2 separate regions of the Sus scrofa genome follow, and region 1 is linked to region 2. The links are chromatin contacts, called in public HiChIP or PLAC-seq maps. All regions are on one chromosome and are shown on one strand. Each heading gives the region's core, a stretch centred on a gene start, on an enhancer-like site or on the middle of the called end of the contact. The rest is flanking DNA. Distances are from core to core; before and after follow the strand shown. Region 1 holds the start of POLR2B (DNA-directed RNA polymerase II subunit RPB2). Region 2 holds the start of EXOC1 (exocyst complex component 1).

The links. HiChIP or PLAC-seq counts read pairs in DNA pulled down with a chosen protein or histone mark.
Region 1: an H3K27ac HiChIP or PLAC-seq map of alveolar macrophages shows a contact between it and region 2. The contact joins the promoter of POLR2B here to the promoter of EXOC1 in region 2. A contact is called at or near these places in 1 of 5 promoter capture datasets (liver) and 1 of 2 datasets of contacts at active chromatin or transcription factors (alveolar macrophages).

Annotation. Positions count from the first base shown.
Region 1 is chr8:56,229,505-56,235,350 of Sscrofa11.1, forward strand. It overlaps POLR2B (DNA-directed RNA polymerase II subunit RPB2), which reads left to right and starts at 3,226. Exons shown (of 25, transcript XM_003129037.5): 1 at 3,226-3,381. The coding sequence starts at 3,363. LOC100621115 (nitric oxide-associated protein 1-like) reads right to left here and starts at 2,678. Exons shown (of 7, transcript XR_002346682.1): 1 at 1,043-2,678; 2 at 1-146.
Region 2 is chr8:55,185,036-55,191,003 of Sscrofa11.1, forward strand. It overlaps EXOC1 (exocyst complex component 1), which reads left to right and starts at 4,331. Exons shown (of 19, transcript XM_003356946.4): 1 at 4,331-4,513.

The DNA of each region.
Region 1 (5,846 bases), core at 1,976-4,475, 1.0 Mb after region 2:
TTTTAAGAGATTAAGTTGATTTTGTTCTTGCTGACTAAGATCTTCTTCTGCTTCAACTGCATCTCTTTTAAGCCTTTTTTGCCTTTGAAACATTCTGTAAGGAGTTGGGTTGCAAATAGGAAACTTTAGAAGGTTTAATGTAGTACCTGAAACAGCAAAGAATAAATATGTTGTTATAAACATCATACAAGAAAACAGAAGAAACAATTTATGAGGGTGTACCCCACCTTGTGTACTGTGATTACTTCTATTCATTTTCATGACAACCCTCTCCAAAATTATCTTTACTTTACATATGAGAAAGCAGGCTCAGAGATTGGCTAACAGGATCAGCCAGGATTTGAATCCCACATCTACAGGCCTAATCTTTTTCCATCTTCTACATTCTACTAACTAGTGTAAAAGTACTTCTGTGTATCAATCAACCAGCGTACAGGATAGAGAAGTACAGCTTATCAAGCAAAGTTAAATCCTAGTTTCAAAGTAACAAGTAGTTCATTTTGCCAACTGCTAGATACAAACAGGGTCACACAAGGATCCATTTTGCAAGGACTACAGACATCTCCCCCAAATCACACAGTTGACATTTTCCTCAACAAAGCCACACATCACGTTGCATTAGTGAATTATTCAGATATTAAATGTGCACAGTGTACAGATCTCCTGAATAAACTCAAGCAAGACCGGAGCAGAGGAGGGAGGTTTAGAAAGTAAAAGGATTAAACAGAGCAACATACAAAGAACTAAAGCTACGAGGGAAACCTCCGGGAGTACACGGGGCGTTGTCTTCGGGTTGGTCTACAGAGAGACCAGACCACAGACGTACTCCCCTATGTTTGTTGGAAAGTTAGTGCAACATATACCGAATTTCCAAGCGCTAAGCTGACAGGGAAGAGAAATAGGACCCAAGTAGGTAGGGGAGGTTTAAAGGGGAGGCTCCAGCCTCTGGTGGACATGAAGGAAGGAGTGCTAAGTGCTTAACCACCATCAGACCTCTCGCTTTTCGGAAAACCAAGGGGGTGGGCGGCGCCCTAAGTCTCACCAGGCCAAGCGGAGATGGTGGCCCTGTCGATAGCCTCAGCGCCCTTGGCGATGCAGTAATCGGACTCCAGGAGCGTGTTGAAGAGGGTGGACTTGCCAGCGTTGGTGGCGCCAACCAGGTAGACGTCGCCGCGGTAGCGCCAGGAGCGCTGGAGCGCGGAGATCAACTCTTCGACTCCGTAGCCAGTCTTGGCGCTGATGAGCCGCACGTCCCTAAGCACCGCGCGGGACTTGGCCGAGTGGTTCGCCTTCTCCGCCTGGTCCCGCGGCTGCTTCCGGCCGGGGTGTTGGGACCTCCGGGAGCCAGGGGGCGGCAGGAGCCCGACGCGGGCACAGTCGTCCCACAGTCGCTCCCGGATGCGCTGCCGGTATCCGGGGGCGTCCTGGGGCAGCAGGTCCACCTTGTTCCCCAGCACGATCAGCTGCTTGGGGCCCACGAGCGCGGGCAGGTGGCGCAGCAGGGCGTCGGGCAGATCCAGCAGGTCCACCATGTATAACACCAGGGCGGGCTCGGGCCGCCGCAGCGCGGCGCTCACGAGCTCCAGGTACTTCTCGGGACTCACCTGCAGGCGTAGGGCGCGCCGGTGGTGCACCAGCAACCAGCAGCGCTGGCACACCGTCCTCGCCAGCCCGCCGTCCGCCTGCGCCGCCGCGCGGAGGAACTTCTCGCTGGGCAGGTAGCCGGGCACGCCGGGGTCCTGGCAGTGCAGCTCCGCCCCGCATCCCGAACAGTTCAGGCCGCTGGGTGCCACCGTCGGGTCCGGGTGCCCCACGACCGGCTGCGCCCGCTGCACCCGCCGAGCGGCCCGGAGCTTCTGCTGGCGCCGCTCCTCCCGCCGCTGCTGCATCTGTCGTTCGTTCTCTTCTTGCCGCTGCTGCACCTCTCGTAGCTGGTCTTGGAGGGTCGGTGCGGGCTCCGGCTCCGGGATGTACTCGGGGAACAGAAAACTCTCCTCTAGGTCGGCCCTTCCTTCGCTGCCCCCAGTCGCAGTCCGGTACCGAGAACGCCCCCGGCCCAGGGCCCACGGGCGCTGGGATGAAAGGCTGGCCGCACATCTCCTCTCCAGGAGCGCGTCCTGGAGACCAAGGCGCGCGGCCGTGGGAGAGGCTCCCTGCAGGAAGCCGCACAGCAGCCTAGGAGCGAGGCGCGTGGGCAGCATGGAAACGCGGGCGCGGGCCAGGGGCGGGCCACCGGTTTGCCAGGAGCGCGTCCCGGAGACCAAGGCGCCTGGCCGTGGGAGAGCCACCTCGCAGGAGGCCGCACAGCAGCCTAGGAGCGAGGCGCGCGGGCGGCATGGGCACGTGGGCGCGGGCCAAGCGCAGGCCACGGGTTTGCACGCGCACTGCGGCCCCAGCTGCTTGGTAAACCGGAAAAAGCCTGGGACGACCAGAGAGCTGTCATTGGTCAGCGTCGCCCTTCGGCTCCTCCTCCCGATCGCATCTCGTGAGATCTCGCGATGAAGCCGCTGAGGCCCGAGAACCCACCTAAGGCGGAGCTAAAGGCACGGGAGGTCCGGGCTCGGCGGGGTTGGCTAGGTCAGCCAGCGAGTGAGGCTTTGGTCGGGCTTCGGCTGCTGCCTGCAGCTCAGAAATCGCACTTTTTTTTTTTTTTTTTTTTGGTCTTTTTACCATTAGGTTCCCAGGCTAGGGGTTGAATCGGAGCTGTAGCTGCCGGCCTACGCCAGGGCCACAGCAACGCCAGATCCGAGCCGCGTCTGGGACCTACACCACAGCTCACGACAATGCTGGATCCTTAACCCAATGAGCGAGGCCAGGGATCGAACCTGCAACCTCATGGTTCCTAGTCAGATTCGTTAACCACTGAGCCACGACGGGAACTCCAGAAATCGCACTTTTTAAACTTTAACAAAGCTGAGGTATAGTTGATGTACAGAGTAGTCATTTTTCAAAACTTTTTTTAAAGTTTTTGCAACTGAAAAAATAAAGCACAACTACATCCTTTTATTAACAAATCTTATTGTCTCCAGGGGCTACTATTTGTGCAACAACATTGCAAAACAAGACTTCATTCGGTAGCTGTGACGCGGCCCCGCGGGGCAGCCACAGAAGAGTCAACCCCCAAACTGCGCATGTGTAGCACTAACCTTTCGCAGGCCTTAGCCTACTTTCGCGCAGGCGCAAACCTTACGGCGGCTTCTTTGTGGGCGGGGTTTCGCGGGAGCCGCAGGATATTCTGGGAGCGCCGGAAACGGAAATCACTTTGCCTGGCGCTGCGGCCGGGGGGAGCCTGCTGGCGGTGGCTGCTGGCGGTGTCCTGCGTTTCACTTCGAGGATTGGGAGCTCCGGGGTCGTGTGCCAACATGTATGACGCGGACGAGGGTAGGTGACCCTTTAGAACACTGCGCGGCGAACCGTCGGAGGGGGGAAACGTGGGAGCCGGGCGAGTCGAGGGTTTGAGGCCTTCTTCCCCGCCCGCCGCGCGGGGTCCCCAGGCGTTTTCCCCTCCATCCCCGGGCCGGGGACGAACTAGGAGGGTGGACCGGCGGGGAGCGCAGCATTTATAACGTTTGTTGTCTCCACTGGCTGCTTCTGGAAAAGTGACACCCCCATCCGTCCGTATTGAAATAGCAGGCGGCTTCTGCGACCAGTACCGGTGTTTGGGGTTCATCTGAAGCAAAGGGCTCCTCGACTTCCCTTAACGTCAGAGATAGTGGATTTATTGAATAGTCGAATGTTTGAACGTCAGCTTGTGCTGGGCGATGTGCTAGGCTCTGCAAATACAGCCGGTGCAGAGAATACAGGGTGGGAGGGGGGATTGGGCTTGTTTGGCGTCCTTCACTCTGCTTTCCGCTTAAGTAAATTATCTTGAGAGATGACTTTTTTACTCAACAGGGCTAATATATACTCATTTTCTTTTTACATATAGCATCTTTAGTGTGTACCGCTTTTTCGTTATATGTATGTGTGTATGTACATATATGTATTTTTTTCTCTCTTTTTTGGCGGCCCCACGGCATTTGGAGTACCCAGGCCAGGGCTCAGATCCAAGCTGCAGCTAACGAACTAAGCCACGCCTGTGGAAACATTGGATCTTTAATTCACTGTGCTGGACTGGGGATCCAACCTGTGTTCCAGTGCTCCCAAGACGCCTCCAATTCGTTAGGCTACGGTGGGAACTCCTCTAATGCTTCCTCTTCCATTCTCCACAGCTATTGTTTCAAACTTCATTTTCTTCTAGCTCCCAATCTCGTTGACACTCCTCATATTTCTCCTTATTCCCTCAGAGAAAGTTGAAGCAAAAAATTAAACTCTACCGTTTAAGCTTCTGTTTCATTTTTATTCTGCATTTAGAAATTTATTAGCATCATTGTATTCTTTTTTCTTAACTGCTATCTCAGAAAAAAAATTCCGAAAAATATATACCTTTTTCTTTTTAGGACCGAAGCTGTGGCATATGGAAGTTCCCTGGGCTGGGGTTGAATTGAGTTGCAGCTGCTGGCCTACAGCACAACAATGCCAGATCCTAGCTGCATTTGCAACCTATGCCACAGCTTCTGGCAGTGCTGGATCCTCGATGGCCAGGCATTGAACTCACAGCTGCTCTGTTGGGTTCTTAACCCATTGAGCCATGATGGGAACTCCTCAGAAAAGTGTTTTTAGCTAAATTTTTTTTTTTTTCCTGGCCAGCCCAAGGCATGTGCAAGTTCCTGGGCCAGGGATCTAACCTGTGCCACAGCAGTAACTAGAGCCACTTCAGTGACAACATAGGATTCTTAATACCCTGGGCCACCAGGGGACTCCATTAGCTTAATTTTTTGAGTAGGTAATATGTTCTCATTTCTCAAAAATGTTAATTAAGGTCTTATTCTTGTCCAGTGTCTGTCCCTTGTAAGCTTTCCTCACAGTAGCTAACTGGTTTGTTTAGATTTTTGTCTCTAGATGCTTTATGCATTTGCAGGCAAATAGAGAAGGGATTCTCTTCTTCCCTTTTTACAATTAAAAAGTAACATTCACAATTTTCTGCGCTTTTTTTTGACTGCACGTGTGACATGCAGAAGTTCCTATGCCAGGGATCAGACCTCTGCCACAGCAGTGACAACACAGTGTCAGGTCCTTAACCTGATGAGCCACAACAAAAAGTCCCTGCACTTATAAAATTTTGATATATATGCTAGAGGATTTTCATATCAGTACATAGCCAGCATCTTAAACACTTTTATTACTCTCTAATGCCAGATTTTGTGCTTTGGCTACATTGGCCTTTTATTCCTTGAATGTCTTTCACTGTGGAGTTTTGTGTGCACGTCTTTTCTGTTTGGAGTACTTCTTTCTCCTCCCGTCCCACACCCACTCTCTCCTTCTGCCTGGTTTACTCCTGTTTAGTCACACGTGAGGTCTCTCCTAACCTCCTTAGGTCCTGTTTGGGACTGCCCATATTACTTTGTTCTTCCTCTTAATTGACTTTATGTTGTCTTTACCTCCCTAGTAAGTGACAGTTTTTGGGGACACAGCCATGCTTTGTCTTGTTGAAGGTGATGCCTCCAATGCCTGGGACATAGGAAACAGTCATAGTCAATGAGTGTCTGATGAGTGGACGAATGACCAAATGTCTCCCTCACAGATTCCCTTTCCTTCACATGACTCTAAAGGGTTTTGGGGTTTTTTTGCTGTTTTTTTTTTTTTTTTTTTTTTTTTTTTTTTTCTTTTTGCCATTCTTGGGCTGCTCCCAAGGCATATGGAGATTCCCAGGCTAGGGCTTGAATTGGAGCTGTAGCTGCCGACCTACACCACAGCCACAGTAACACGGGATCTGATCCATGTCTGAAACCTACACCATGGCAATG
Region 2 (5,968 bases), core at 3,081-5,580:
ACTCCCTCGGCACTTCTACAGCACTGGCAGCTCTTCCTTGCCTCACTCCAAGCCCTCTTGGAGTTCCTTTCTCAGAATTAAAAAAAAAAAAAAGAGCAAGGTTCACAGATGTCCTAGCACATTATGTTGGTTCACAGGCAAAATTGGATGTACATGGCCCCACCTGGGGACAGCTTTAAGAAAGAACGTGTGGGAGATCTGTGAACCTGGCTCTTTTTTTTTTTTTTTTTAATTCTGAGAAAGGACTGTGGGTGCAGCCCTAAAAGGACAAAAAAAAAAAAAAAAGTACTTTTTTTTTTACCCTTTTTTTTTTTCTTTGTCTTTTTAGGACTGCACCCACAGCTTATGGAGGTTCCCAGGCTAGGGGTCGAATCAGACCTGCAGCCACTGACCTACACCACACCTCATGGCAACCCCAGGTCCTTAACCCACTGAGCGAGTCCAGGGATTGAACCTGCATCCTCATGGATGCTAGTCAGATTCATTTCCACTGAACTCCTAGAGCAGTATTCTTCACTGTTTGCATTGTTTATAGGGAGAAGTAGCCTGCAATACAAATGTTTACAGACTCTTGGATTTGTCTTTCATGCCTGAAGTGACTCTGCCAACATCCATAATCACAAATCATAGCATTGCTGATCAATGTTACCTTAACCAAGGGATATATTTTACAGCCAAAAAAAAAAAGTGACAATATACACATGACCATAGAACCCACGAGTGTTGCCATAGTCCTCATCACTCAGAAGCAGCGGCCTTATAAAAAGTGTGGGATGGTTTGTTACAGGCTCAGTGAATCCACCTGCTGGGATTAGAGTGCTGTCCTACAGAATGTCGTTAATGCTCAAAAGCAGCCAGTAAACAGTGCCTCTAACAACTAAGGACACGGCTCCAGAGACCCAGGAATGGGAGCAGGATTGGCCTGTTTTATCATCACTCCCAGTGACCTGCTCACAACCTGTGTTTCCTGCCTCACAAGTTTAGGCTTCACTGGATTAGAGTAATTAGCTCCCTGGGGGTGGGTGAAGGACACTTTCACTGAACTTGAAGCTCTGTCACTGTCATTCAGTTACTCTGGGTTTCTCAGAGTTACCAAATGACAACAAAAATAGAGTTCCTGCACTGGTGGGAGTTATCCACTGTGATCAGCAAAAGGATGGGGACAGTTGCTACACAACAGCCACAGAGAGGAAAAACCTGGAATCCAAGGAATTCAGCCAGGGCTTACCTGGGTGTTTCTGTACCCAAGGATAAGAGGCCATTACACAGTGGTGGCCCAACCACACAAGCAAAGGAAAACAAAGGCTGAAGGTGTGGGTTACCTCCTTGAGGAAACCACCTGGATCGCGATGGCTGGCCAAGGGCGAAAGAGTTTAGAATGCATGGAAGAGGAGAGGTCCACCAAAGCAAGCACGGTCTGGTCTTGGCGGCACCACGCAGACCTGCAAGGCCTGTGCTTGCCCAGCTTCAAGGAGCCCAGAGTCAACAGCAGAGACATCCAGCTTCAGCAGATGGGGGAGCTTACATGTCCGAAGCAGGGTCCTGGGGGGACACGGCAGCGTGTGCACAGACCATGCAGACAGGATAGCAGGCTGCACTCCCAGGGGACAAGGGGGGAGAATCGGTTATGGGCAATTTGAGGTCAGACTGGCTCAAGGGTTACCAGGGAAACCAGCAGAGGGACACGTCCCTCACACCCCTTTAAAGAGACTGGGGACTAACAGGGGCCTGAGGCATGTGTGTAGGAAGGTCAGTTCTGGGAGTGGCCGCAGGGGAAGCAGGCACTGGTGGAGACAGGGATGTAGAGACAGCAAGAGAACAGCCACCTTGAGTGACCAGACCGCACATCCTGGCCTCAGTGCAGTGGCAGGGAGGAAGCTTGTTCCACTAACTCTACTATATGAAGTCTTTACAGAGATCGTGGGTGGGCCTCACCTTGAAGGGGACTCAGTGAAGAACTAGACTTAACCAGGGCCAAGCAGATATGAGCGGTACCAAGAGTGAGATGAAATGGACACCACCTGGGCAACTTCTGTCACCACTTCCAATCCTTTCAGCCTCTTCTTCCCTCCACTGTGGCAGCAGCCTGCTCTAAACAGAGTTTGGTAAACTCCGGGCAAGTCCAACATGAAGGCCCCTCTCCTCTTCCTGCTGCAGGGCTTCTCTGGTGTGGGGTCAGCTCAGCACTCATGACTGCACATCTGGGGAAGATCGGGTAGTTCATGGCCAGGGGTAGCAACCTTTGATCAAAGGTGGACAGGAGTTCCTGTTGTGGCTCAGTGGGTTAAGAATCTGACTAGTATCCATGAGGATGCAGGTTCATTCCTTCTCCTCACTCAGTGGGTTAAGGATCTGGCATTACCACAACCTGTGGTGCATGTGAGAGATGCCACTTGGGTCCAGCATTGCAGTAGCTGTGGCACAGGCTGGCAGCTGCAGCTCCAACCCCCAGCCTGGGAACGTCCATATGCCACAGATGAGGCCATTTAAAAAAGAAAAAAAAAAAAAAGGTGGACAGGAGCTGATAATCGTTTCTTCCATTCTCACTTTCAGTGGACAGTTTTGACTCATGAAGCTTCTTAGAAGGTCCAGTGAAGTTTGAGATGCCTCACAGATATCCAGGTGGAAATGTTGGGGAGGCAGTGGACACAAAGATCTGGAGTTTAGGGAAGAAGGCTGGGATTCTGAAAAGTGATTCATTTCCCAATGTTGAGGGCTGCAAATAGGTTTAAAACTAAACAAAACCAAAGATAATAGGACAAAACAGCACACACAATTGTCATAGAAAGGGTGTCCACAGTAAGCTTCTGGGCCCAAGCTGGAAGGATCTAAGAGGTCTTTAGGATGATTCGACTAGATCAGATCCTGCTCTAAAAGGGAAGTCATTCAGTGGAACTGGAAAGCATTTCAAGTAGCACTGCCTGGAGCATATTGATCTCGGTAGCAAATGAGTCCCTACTATCCTTGCTGTTCTCCCACCAAATTCTATCTTTGCACAGCTTATCCCTTTCTCAGTGATTCAATCTCAGCAAAGTGAGTTACTCCCTCTTCTGCATTCCCATGGTAATTTATCTCTTTTTTTCCATTTGAACAGTGGGGAAGAATGAGGCAGAAGCCAGAGCAATGAGATTGCAAGCAGTGTTTATTTACCAACAGATTGATCAGGAGCTCTGAGCAGGCAAGGCTCAGGACCCCCCCACCACCACCACCACCACAGGGGAGTGCTTGGTCTTTTATAGACAGGGGTCGTTTTGTTGAACCATGTAGTCTGTGGCCTCTGGGCTATCTTGGCTTTAGGAATTCATTCATTACATGGGCCTGTTGTATAAGAAGGAGTCTGCAAGTCTGGATTTGGCTGGGTTATGCAGATTTTTTTTTTTTTTTTTTTTCGGTCTTGTTTCATTTTCCACCTAAGATTTTCTTCTTTTGTTGTTTGGTTTACCTTACTAGGCTGTACTTTATCCATCTGTTTAATCACCTCCCCAATCACAGTGAGCCCTCTTTTTAGTGGGATCCCTGTCTTTGTAGCTCCAGCACCTAACTCAGCGCCTGGCATTGAGGTGACACTCTTTGTAAAATAAAAGAATACTTGCATGAAGGGGTCCCTGCAGAATCCTTGCAAAGGACTGTTTGCAACTAGAGCAAAGAAATCACTCCTTTGAATTACTGGCACATTTTATGTGCCCTGTTTGGTCTTGCTGTATATGTATTTGTGTCTATTTTGTTTGGCCCTACCACACTGTAAACTTCTTCAGGGTGTAATTCATGCCCCAACCACCTCCACACCTGGATCAAAGTGCCTGGCATCAAACAGGTGCCAAGAATATGGTATAAGTGCCAAGAATATGGAATAAGTCACTTGCCTTGAAACCAGCAACATTGGCAATCTGGGCTTCTCAAACTTAAATGAACACAGGCGTCACCTTGTTAAGAGGCAGATTCCCATTTAGCAGATCTGAAGTAGGCTGGGGAGGCTGTATTTTCTAAAGAAGCCCAGTTGATACCCAAGCAGCTGGTCCACGGACCACGTTTTTAATCAACCGCACCAATTCTGATTTAACTTAAACTCCATGCTACGAATAGCAAGTATCTAGAGTTAACAGAGCTTTACATGTACAAAAACGGACACATTTAATCGGATCTCTTCTTAAATCAAGAGCAGAGCTGAATCAGTAACTGTTCAAGAAAAAGTAACAGGTAGCACCAAGCCCCCAGGTCCTCAGTCAGCTGCCAGGCGATGAGGCTCCGCCCCCGCCGGCCCTGGACGCGCCCCTCCGGCGAGACTGGCCCCACCCCCTCCCCGGGCCCCCGCCGCGTCTCCTTTCTTCTCTTCCTGCCCACTTCCGGCGTGGAGGCGCGTCAGGTGCCCGGAAACGGGAAGTGGGGACAGAAGGCCTCCTTCCGCTGGCCGCTCAGCTGAGGGGCGCGTCCGAGTAGCGGGTCCGCGGGGGCCCCGTCTTGTCGTGGTCTTGGAGGACCTGCCTGGGCATCGCCGGGCTCGTCCGGCCTTGCGGTAAGCCTTCGGCGGCGGAGTCCAGCAGTGCCGGCGGCAGACGGGCGGACCGGAGGACGCCGAGGGGTGCGGCGGGTCCTGGGTCCTGCTGCCGGCCCGGCGCCCCGATTGGGTACCGCTGCCGTCCCTCCCGCCAGACCCTCTTCTCTAACCGGCCTGGGCGAGGCGCAGGGTCCAGCCGCGCACCCTCAACCTCGCTGTCCCTGGGGTTGGGAGGGCAGTGCTCACGGCCCTCTCCGGTCCCGCCCGTGGGCTCCACATTTCAGTGCGAGACAGCGCTGACCGTCCGCTCCCCACTGTGGGTCCGGAGAGGGGGCGCGGCAGTGCCTTTCCCTTTTGGGTTCAAATCCCCGCTTTCTTCTTAGTCTCTTAAGTGCACTTCCCCGTCTCCGTGCCTCGCGTTCTCTTCGGAGGACAGTAATCCACGCGCTAAAATGTCCAGGAGCCTCCAGGGCCCAACCCATACCCGCTGACAAGGCCCTCTTGCTGCCAGGCGTTTATCACACACTAACGATCCAGCCGGATTTAGGGAAGCAGGAGCCAGCACAGAATCTTGTGGCTGACTCCCCAGAACGCTGTCAGAGTGGGTGCTTTCACCTGGAAAAGTTTGGACGGACCTCTAATGATTTATCCACTAACAAAAAAAAAAAACCCTGTAAAGACTGGAGAGTTAATCACTCTACCCTTAGGATGCAGCTGCCATTGGAGGCATGGCTCTCCTGTCTTCGTGGTATGTCTGTCGTATTCGCCGCTGTAAGCTAGCACCGTGCCTGGCACTTAGGAGGCACCAGTATTTGCCGAACGAATGAGGGTCACATAGCGCTTTTCATTATGCTCCTTTAACTCCTTTATGAACCATGCCCAGTCCCTCTTGTTTTACCACTTCCCATGCAGTCAGTCCTTGCTTTGGACCAAAGAGGGTCTGTGTGGTCAATGCTAGCCCCTATGAGTCATCCATGTAATCATGGATTTACTGTCCAGTTCAGGTTACCTGAAGAGGTACTCCTTCAGTTCCTACTAAGAAAGAACATAGAGCTATGCCTGCCCCTAAGCCCTCTCTCTTTCAGGAGGGTTCTTGAGGTCCAGGAGCTTGTGAGTTTATGAACCAGTTAGGTAGCAAGTGCTTGATTGTGTAGGCAATGCAGTAAGAGCTTTAGCAGTTGAGAGATGAATTTGGATTAAGATCCTTATTGAATCAACTTCATAAAAACCATGAAGTATAATTATGGTTATACTCACTCCATGGAAAAGCACCTAAGCAGAGATTTAAAGACCAGAATGAACAGAGGGCTTGGAGTGGAAGGTTTGTATTTGGGAACATTAAGAAAATTTTGAGCAAGACCATATTGTGATGAAAGCTATGTTCTAGTATTATTTGTTGAGAGTTTTGGGAATGTGGAAGCTTGCAAAGAAAAAACCAAATGTTGTAGTGTTAAATAGATATAGTTGAAGTGA